Linked DNA regions of Pan troglodytes: region 2 is linked to region 1. A link is a contact called in public Hi-C data. All regions are on one chromosome and are shown on one strand. The core of a region is the stretch at or near the end of the contact, and the rest is flanking DNA. Distances in the headings are between cores, read along the strand shown. Region 1 overlaps HDAC4 (histone deacetylase 4). Region 2 holds the start of HDAC4 (histone deacetylase 4).

Region 1 (4,644 bases), core at 1,945-4,444:
AAGTAGGAACCACTATTACTTAACAGTAACAGTTGAAATATTTAAAAATAGAAAACATTGGAGAAGAAGAGAGGGCACCAAGGACGAGGCCTGAAGGAGGTAGCCCCTCTCTCTGGGGCGAGCCAGCCTCTTCCAGGCAGCAACGTACATTCCGCCGGGGCTTTCTGGAGACCGGCGTGGGCTGCAGCATCTTTCAAGGGCACTGCGGGTCACTGGGGGTGGAATAATCCAGCAGGCAGGTGGAAATGCAGAAGGCAGGGGGCTGGTTCAGACTTCTGTCCAGAAAAATCACCTGGGCAGCTTGTTAAAAAGTGACTTACGCCTCCCAGCCTCAGTTCCTGAACCAGTAACTACTGTGTGATGTCCCCAGGGGCATTAAACGCCAATGAACACACAGTACGTAGCTGAGTGACAGATGGGTGGCCTTGGTAAGGGGACCTGTGGCCATCAGTGTCCTCATCATTGCTGTAATTAGGAGCAACCACGAGTCCCACTTTGAGCAGGACCTTGCTGCTGGCTGTGGAGGCTGTGCGCTCACACTCTCTGCCCAGCAAAGATCCTGGAGCCAGTAACTCTCTTGCCAGCAGGAACACTTTACAAAGTAGGATGTGGTAGAAGATGCATGCTAGCACTAAGCAAACATTGTTTAAAAAAAAAAAAAAGGGAAAAGAAACAAAGTCTACTTTGTGGACCTTGCACGGAGGAGATCCACTGCCCGGGAGAGTTCATGTCCATGTATCTTTCTGCTATGAATGCCCAGCACAGGCCCCTCCCACGTTCAGCTCAGGCTCGCCAACGCCTACCACTCAGTGTTCCAAACTGGGTGCCTTTGAAAGCACTGCACAGATCCATACGAATCCTCATGCCAGCGCAGGGTCCACTCCACCCACATTCCCCATGAATTCATGCAACTCCATCAGCAGTGCTTAAAGCCAAAAATCCTGAGGTCACCCTCGACTCTTCTGTTTCCTGCACAGCCCATCTGCAGGCTAAGGAAATCCCATCTACGTCAGATATCTCTAGAATTTGTACCATTTTCTACATTCCCACTCCACCTACCCGGACTGAGCCCCATCCACTGCCTGGGTTGCTCCCAGACCCTGGTGGGTCTCCCTGCTCCTCCGATGCCTGTCCCACGTGGCCACTGCATTCTCTGTGGCATACGTCACGTGGTGTCGCTTCTCTGCTCAGAACCTCCAGGAGCCTCCATGTCACTCAAAGCCATGCCTAATTGATTAACCCGGCCTTTTACGTCTCCCGCACCGCCCACTCTCTCTTCTCCTGACCAGGTCTTCGGCCTGCAAATGTCTGCTCACCTTCTAAGGAGGCCTGCCCTCACCAGCGGGTGTAAAATCGCAGCCCCTCCACTCCCGAGCCCCGCTCTGCCTTCCCTGCTCTACTGTTTACTCATTGCCTTTACTAGTTTCCTCTCTTCCTCCCAGGGTAACATGAGCACCATGAAATAGGGGTCTCTGTGTCAATCATAAATACACGTATCCCATATGCCAAGGGCAGGGGATGGCATTAGAAGGCCCAATCAATATGAATGAGTGAATGAATGAATGAGTTGAACGCAGAAATCCACCCTCCTGAATCCCCAGTCCTTGACTGCTCACTCTCCTCCACAGCGATTCTCGCCTCTCACATGTTCTAATATTGTAGGTAATTTACAATCAATAAGCTGAAATTAATGAGCATATTTAGAATCCAGCACCCAATTACTAGAGAATTCAAAATCTTCTCACACATATATTAAAGATTCATAAAAACTGACCACAAAGCAAGTCTCAGTAAAATTCAACGGCTGGGTAATTTCTAACCAGAATGGAGTAAATTAGAAATGAATAACAAAAAAGATGACTTGGAAAATTCAGACTTTCGGGAAACAAAAAACACTTCTAAATATTTCATTTTTTCAAATAAAAAAGGAACCATAAAGCAAATTTCAAAATAACTCTCTTGAGAAACACCAAGACTTTATGAAGTGTTAATGTAATATGCTTTACAAATTAAATAATACAAATTAGAACTTATCCAAAGCAGCCTCATTTGAACCCCAAGGGAAGCACTGCACAGAACCCTGAATGCCTCCATCCGAAAGGAAGAAGGGCTAAAAATTAACAAGTGAAATGTTCAACCTAAAAGAACAAGCATATCCGAATAAATGCAGAGAAAGGAGAACAGCTATTAAAACAGGAATTAATAAAACAGAGAACACACCCACAAGAGCAGATCCACGAAGGCAGAAGCCGGTCTGCGGGAGAGTAAAGCATAGCTGGACTCCCACCGCCTGAAGGGTGCCCCCACCCCAGGGGGGAATGAGAAACACCTGGATGGAGGGGTGGAGCCTGGCTGGGCTCAAGAGCAGGAGAGGGAAGCCAGGAAGGCGGGGAAGGCAGGTCCGCAGGGGAGGGCAGGCCCGCCCAGGAAGGCCCACGCAGGGCTGGGTGCTCGGCTGACGGCTGTAGAACTGAAAGAAGTGCCAGCCCCTTCCTCAGGCGCCTGACTAAACCGCCTTCAATTTCTTCCCCTCGCCCGTGGCCACGTACCTGCTACCCAAGGGACACCTCCAGTCCTCCCTCACCTGGTCAGACACCTGGCTCTGACGGCCCCTCGGAGCCCCTCGTTGGAAACACAGAGGGCCTGAGTTTGGTTCTGCATCACGCGTGACAGTGTGTGCATCTTGCTGTGAGGTCCAGAAATGGAAACCTTCCTTAAAAGATGGGCAGGTTCTTCTGGTAGGGGACATGGTGTTGGTACGGCGAAAACATGACATTAGGGTCAAATGTGGCTGCTGAGAAGGAACTCCCTTTCAGCTGCACCGCGACACCCTAACACAGACAAGGGTCGGCAAAGAGCCATCTCCCTCGTCCTGGCAGCACAGGCTTCCAGATGCCACTGAGGGGCTCCGCAGGCCCTCTGGATACATTTTACAGTCCACAGCCTTAAAGCACACAAAGCTGGTAATAAAAGAAAAAAGATAAAAAGCCCTTTAACCAGAAATGATGTCATGATGCAAAAATTCATTCCTGGATAATACCTTCGGCCACCAGTGACACTCCGAATACACAAACCAAACCAAATTCTCAGTGGAAAAAAAAATCCTTTCTTCCAACCAATCATCACTTAGAACTGTGGAATCCTCCCCGAGAGATACTCAGTGAGATTTCTCTGTATTCTGTATCAACACGGTTGAGGGGCACTGCTGGGACTGCCACATAGCTTTCTCTCTCCCTCTAAAGTAGAGAAACAACCAGTCACCAGCTCCACCCCATCCAGATTTGCTGTGGATGTGTGGACGGTTTTAGAAGCACCCAGAGGATATTTCTCAGACAGCACCCCCAATTCTCCACGACGCCCCAACCAATAACCGTCTGCTTTCTTACCACCCGTGTTCCTTGCTAAGGGCAGACAGTAAGCTCTTCAGAAATCTTTGGGTCGATAGCAACAACAACAATGTAAAATGTAATGGGGGGGTGTGATAAATGTAGATAACCCAAACAATCTAACGTCCACCCAGGATGGAGAAACTTTCTATCTTTCTGCCTCAGGCACTGCGGACAGGGAAAGAACCAGTTGGAAAGTGAGGCCGGCAGGCTCACGGGCGGGGCTGGCAGGCAGCAGTGTCCTGGGCCGCGTGGGGAGGCACGGTCCCACCTGCCAGCCACAGGGTGGCATTTCAGAGCCACAGGGCATTTCTGGTCAAAAATAACGGAGTGAACACAATCACGTTGTCAGGCTCCCTCCAAGATTCTGCTAAAACAGTGTGTGGATTGTTTAGAAAGACACACCAACACAACACACACACAGGAGATGAGAGAGCAGCCACAAAATGCTGGAAGTCAGAAAGGATCTGGGTGAATAAGGTATCAGAGACAGCAAAGCTGACCCATCAGCCAGGGTGGGCCAAGGGAGGGGCAGACCAGTCTCGGTCACACAGCCCTCCGGGGCACAGGGGCTGGTGGCACCAGGACTGGAGGTGAAGGAGAATGAACTATCTGCTCAGGGAGCGCAGGGCCCCAACCACCGCTTACCCCACGTGGCTGGCAGAGCCCAGGGACTACTACCCTCTGGAGAAGGAGATGGAACAGCACTGAAAACTGCGGACCAGTGGAAGCTGGCCAGCTACACGTGAGGTGTCCTGGTCTTCCTGCCCCAGCATGGGGGCAGGGCAGGCAGCATTGGGCCCTCCCAGTGAGGTCACAGGGGCCAAGCAGCCTGCTGGACACCATGCCAAGTGGGACCGGGCAGCCCCCAGCGGCCAGCACCCTGCGTGCCCCTGCAGGTCCCGCCAGCCTCAGTGCCCTCTGCTACAGATGGCAGATACCGTGCTCACCAGAAAGGCCAGGAAGACTGTCGTCACAGAAGGCAGAGCCTGGACAGACAGACAAGCACCCTGGGGAAATGCAGACAGAGAGAAGGGAAGACAGGCCCTCCAAAGACAAGCGGAAGGAGCGGGAGGCAGCCCTGGAGCTCCAGGACAGGAGGGCATGCCTCGGGTGCGGAGGAACATAGTCTCTGCCTGGTGAAATGAGCAAGCAAGCCTCAGAGGGCTAACACCATTAAAAGCCAGAAGGGCCCTCTGAAGGCAAATGTGACTGACTCAGCAGCTTCACGAGAGTCATCGCCCTGCAGATCAGGTCC
Region 2 (4,564 bases), core at 1,266-3,765, 170 kb after region 1:
TAATAGAGTAATTGTGTTGCCATAGTTACTGCAAAATTCTGCAATAACTTTTGTTGCTTTGTAACTGCTGTAGTGTATATTTGTGTACAAGCAGCTGAGTTTTCTTAATTCGATCTCCCTCCCTTCCACCCTCCCTCTCCCCAGCCACCACCACCACCTTTCCTGGCTAGGTCCTGAAACCACCACACCAGCCTTCCTTGGACAGTCCCGAAAATAATGCACAGAATTATCAGAAGCAATTAAAACTCCAGGCAACTACGATCATATTACAAAAGAAAAAGTGAAACCAGGTCAAGGTGCAAACCTGCCAGTATCCCCCTAGTCCTGCTGGGCTGGCGCTGGGCCAGGACTGTTTACAGGCTTACTCCCAGGCCTTAACTGCTTCGGTGATTTGTGGGAATAAACAGAAAAGCCTGAACAGAGAAAAACGGGGCGGCAAAGTGACTGCACAGGCCCTTTCCTCCCTCACGGAGAGCAAGCAGAACTGCTCTCAGCAAGTAATTAGGTAGGTCTCTACAGTCATGCAATTAGGATTTAGTTAAGAAAGTCATTAGTTTTAAAATAACTTAAGTTTAATTTCTGCAACGCTTTATTTGAAAATTGTGTCACAGCAGGTCAATTTACAACATGCAATAAAGAAAACACTCATATCAGCTGCCTCAAGTTATTACAAATTTTTGATGTGCATTAAATGAGTACACTGGGTTCCACCCCCGGCCTTTCCAACTGATACGCACGGTCTCCTGCTATAACAGTGTCAAATAATTCAACGCTCAATGTAAATACGAGATAATTTGCTTATGATTCCGTGGTGTGTTTTCGCAACGCCGGCAAACGCGGATCCCACCCCCGAGCGGGACAGGGCCCCGTCTCGGCCTGCTGGCGCCCTGCGGGCTGAGCCGAGCGGGTCCCGGGCAGCCCCCCGCCCTCCCGCGACCCCCCGGGCGCTCGCAGCGGCGACGACAAGCGCGGGGCCGCGGACCCCCGGCAGGGACGTTTTTCTGCAAACTCACAGCATTTGACAAAGTTACATAAACGGCGCCCGGCCGGCCCCGGCGCCCGCCCGCCCCCGCCCTCACTCCCGGCGGCCCGGAGCCCACCTGCTCGGGGGGCGCGGGCCCCGCACCGGGAGACGGCGCCGCTGCCTGCCGTGCCCACCCCCGCGCCCCCGCCCCGGCGGGCGAAGCCGCCTCGCGGCGCGGGTGGAAAGGTCCAGAAGGGGCCGGGCGGCCCTGGGGACCGGCGGGTCCCACGGCGCGCGGCCAGCGCTGGCCCCCGCCTCCCACGGCCGCGCGCGGGGCGGGTGTGGACCGGCGGCGTCCACCTGCCGCGGGCTCCAAGGCCTGCAGGCTGCGCGGGGCGCGGGGCGGGCGGCGGACAATGGCCCGCGGGCGCCGGGCCGGGGCTGCGCTTACCGCGGCGGGCGGCGGCGGCCGGCTCTAGCCCTGCTCCGGCGCTCCGCGCCGCATCTCCTCAGCCTGCGCCGCCACCCGCCGGCGCGCGGGCTCGGGCTCGGGCGGCGACAGCCGGGACGCGGCCACGGCGCCGCCGGGGGCCCAGGCTGGGAGGCTGTTCGGGCGGCGGCGGCGGCGGCGCGGGCGGGTGCGCGGGCTCGGGCTCGGGCTCGGGCGGCGGCGGGGACGGTGCTCCGCGGCGGCGGCCCCACAACCTCCCCTCCTCATTCACAAAAAATTGACCCACGTTGAACCATGATGCTTCTCCCCCCTCCAGCGTCGAGCCAGGCGGCGATAGGCCACCCCGCACGCCCGTCAGCCGGCCCGGCCCCGCCCAGCCAGCCGGCGGCTCGCCAACCATTGGCTGCGGCAGTCTTGCGTCACCTCCCCTTGCGGGCCCCGCCCTCCCGCCTGGTTTCTAATGAAGAGCTCGTCAATTACGGCTCGGCCCCGCCTCCCGCCCGCCCGCCCCGGGCGCCTGGCCGGCCTTCCATTGGCCCGCTGAAACCTGCGCACAGCCCGTCTGCTCCCACCCCTCGCCCAGCGGCTGCCCAACCGCGGGGCCGGATGCCCTATGAGCGGCAGAGAGGCTCCACCCCTGCCCGCCTCCCCGCACGCGTCCTGGACCTCATTGGCTGCTGGAGCTGCCAATTCTAGAGGGTGGGGCGTACCAAAAGACGCTCCAGGCGCCAGCCGCTGGGTGCTTCGCGGTTGAGGAGGCGCAGGGACCGGGGGCCAGTAGTGACCGTAAACACGGGCCCCGGCCGTGTCCAGTCGCACTCGGTAGCCCGCATGGCTGCCTAGCGGTCAGCACCGCGTGTCTGCGAGCCTAATTCGCGCTTAGAGGGCACACAATGGGGTGCAGGCTAAGGCGGGGAGCCGGCCAGGCCTCGCCGCGGCGTCCATCTTGGATACTGGTAGTGGGTCACGTGGTGCTGCGTGCGCACTGAGGCGCAGGGCGGCCCGGTCACTGAGTGCGCAGGCGCCGTGGGCCTCGCCCTGCCCCGCGGCGGGAACGCAGCCGTGAGGGTGTGGGGTGTAGGTCCGCCAGGCCTGCAACGGCTGCCGAGGGTCGTGGGATGCGCTCGCCGCGTCCCTGCTCAGGCGGAGGGAGCCCGGCCCGCCGCCAGGGTCTCGAGTCCGGGTCCAGGCAGGCGTGGAGGTGGCGGGAACGGCGCACCGCCCGGGTGGGCGTTGTTTTAAGGCCGCAGGGCTTGGGAGGCTTGTGTTGAGTTAAAGGTCGGCCCGTAGATCCCCGGAAGCGCCTTTGGTTGCCAGCAGGTGTCGGCGAGGGTCTTTAGTGGCCACCCTCCTGGTGGTGATGTTTCCGTTTCTTTCCAACAGGAGTATGACAACTTTTCAACTTGAGTGCACACACTGTCCTCGGAATCCCGCGTTCCAGGGAGGAAGCGCCTTTGACAGCGCGCGCCGGTTCGTGGGGCCCGACGGCGTGGGCCCGTGGTTGCGGACCTGGCGGAGATGCGCGTTCGCTTCGATTGTAGGCCATTCCTTTTAGGAGCTGAGAAAGGATCCGTTTTTACAGCATTCTCGACCTGTGATTCTTGGTGGGGGAAACTAGTTATGTGGATAAAAATACAGTTAGCAAAATAAAAATGCCAATTTTACATTTCCTTAAATATCTCGTTAATAATTAGAAAACTTTGGTCATTGCAAGAAATGCTTAGGCTGAACTTTGAAGGAGAGGAATGGTGAATTAGAGAACTTTAAAACAAGATACAGCTGAAGAAAAGGAGAGCAATTACGGGGTTTTGGAGACTTGGCTGCTGATGGAAACGGTGCACTATCTAATTTTCATGTAGAATGAAACAGGGTCTGTAGCTAGCTAACATCTAGATAAGATTCAATATCATTTGACAGGATTCTCAAAAACATACAATCACGAGAAAATATTAAAACCTGCCTGTAAGTCTACCAAAGTTAGTTTTTCACGTACAAAGAGAAGTGCCTGCGCAAAAAGTCACGTGAAACGAGCTCTGGGATCTAATGCTTGCAGAGGTAATTTTTAAAAAGTAGATTTCCATTAGAAGGAATGGGTAGCCCCATTGCTGCGTGCCATTTAGACCTCACAGGAGTCCTGAGAGGCACTCCAGCAGAGTGAGGCACCACGCAGACGTTGGGTGGATGGTGCAAGAACCTCACTCGCCATGTCTGGAAAAGAGAAACTTGGCCTGGGTGGCTGTGTCTGCCATTATGTGTCAGAGGGGCTGTCTGAAGGAGACCGGTGCACAGCCAGTGCAGAGCAATTCAGTACGATAGTGTGCAGTGAAAGCAAACACGCTATCCTGTGAGCTGTGTATAAGGAGAAAGGTGGGGTGACAACCCCAATGCCTGGGAGCATTCGCTTGGGACTTCACATGCAGGTATTTGACAGAGTCAAATGAATCACACTCAAAGGAATCTCCGTGTTCTCACAGTTGAAAGAAACCAGCATCAAAGACTCAAATTTTAAAATCTAGGGTTGGTAGATCCAATAAAATGGTAGAACTCCTAGACTGGCTACGATCGGCAAGCTGGCCAATTATATACAAATAACAGTAACTTTCAGATAACTGACAACATTCAATCGGTAATTAAATAATTGTTGCATATTCAGTATGTGGTGAGCTTTGTGCTAAGCACTTACATATGTGTTAGAAAATATGAAACATTCTCAATTAGCAAAAACATTTTAAGTACCTAAATGTAACACTAAGTTCCAACAGAACTTCCTGAGAATTGTGAAAATCGTTAAATAGTTCATCTGGAAGAATGAAGATTTGAGAGCAGTCAAAAAGAAGAGTAATGAGGGAGAAACTGTGCTCCCAGAAAATAAAAACATGTTATGTGGGCTCCGAAATGAAAACAACGTGATATTGGCCCAGATCAATGCAAAATAATAGAAAGTAAAGGAATGGCCCCAAGCAAATGTACTGACTCCAGGCTGATACCCAGCCGATATGTGTATGATCAGTGTGCTCCAGCTGTTCTTAATGGGCAGCTTTGTAGGCTGGTCAGTGCCTGTGCCTCACCAACTCTTGACTAGTTTTAATACCACCCCTGTAGGGATTTAAAATATAATGAAAGTGGCTTTTCAAATCAGTGAGAAAGCA

Evidence for each region. Hi-C and Micro-C count contacts between places; a contact is called where the count stands out from the background.
Region 2: a Hi-C map of stem cell-derived neural progenitor cells shows a contact between it and region 1, with 3 times the contacts expected there. The contact joins the promoter of HDAC4 here to the enhancer-like site in region 1. A contact is called at or near these places in 1 of 7 Hi-C or Micro-C datasets (stem cell-derived neural progenitor cells) and 1 of 1 datasets of contacts at active chromatin or transcription factors (stem cell-derived excitatory neurons).

What each region holds. Positions count from the first base shown.
Region 1 is chr13:141,419,292-141,423,935 of NHGRI_mPanTro3-v2.0_pri, forward strand. The region is part of intron 3 of HDAC4 (histone deacetylase 4); the gene reads right to left. Among named protein-coding and RNA genes, the nearest start is that of HDAC4, 180 kb to the right of the region's middle. Within about 2 kb of position 3,195, at least 9 of the 24 cell types and tissues checked have an H3K27ac peak or open chromatin away from gene starts, as enhancers often do. A contact at or near this core is called in stem cell-derived neural progenitor cells, where this site is marked.
Region 2 is chr13:141,594,354-141,598,917 of NHGRI_mPanTro3-v2.0_pri, forward strand. HDAC4 (histone deacetylase 4) reads right to left here and starts at 2,516. Exons shown (of 27, transcript XM_054679623.2): 1 at 2,126-2,516. It overlaps LOC104005435 (a long non-coding RNA gene), which reads left to right and starts at 2,564. Exons shown (of 2, transcript XR_010149964.1): 1 at 2,564-2,693; 2 at 2,799-3,091.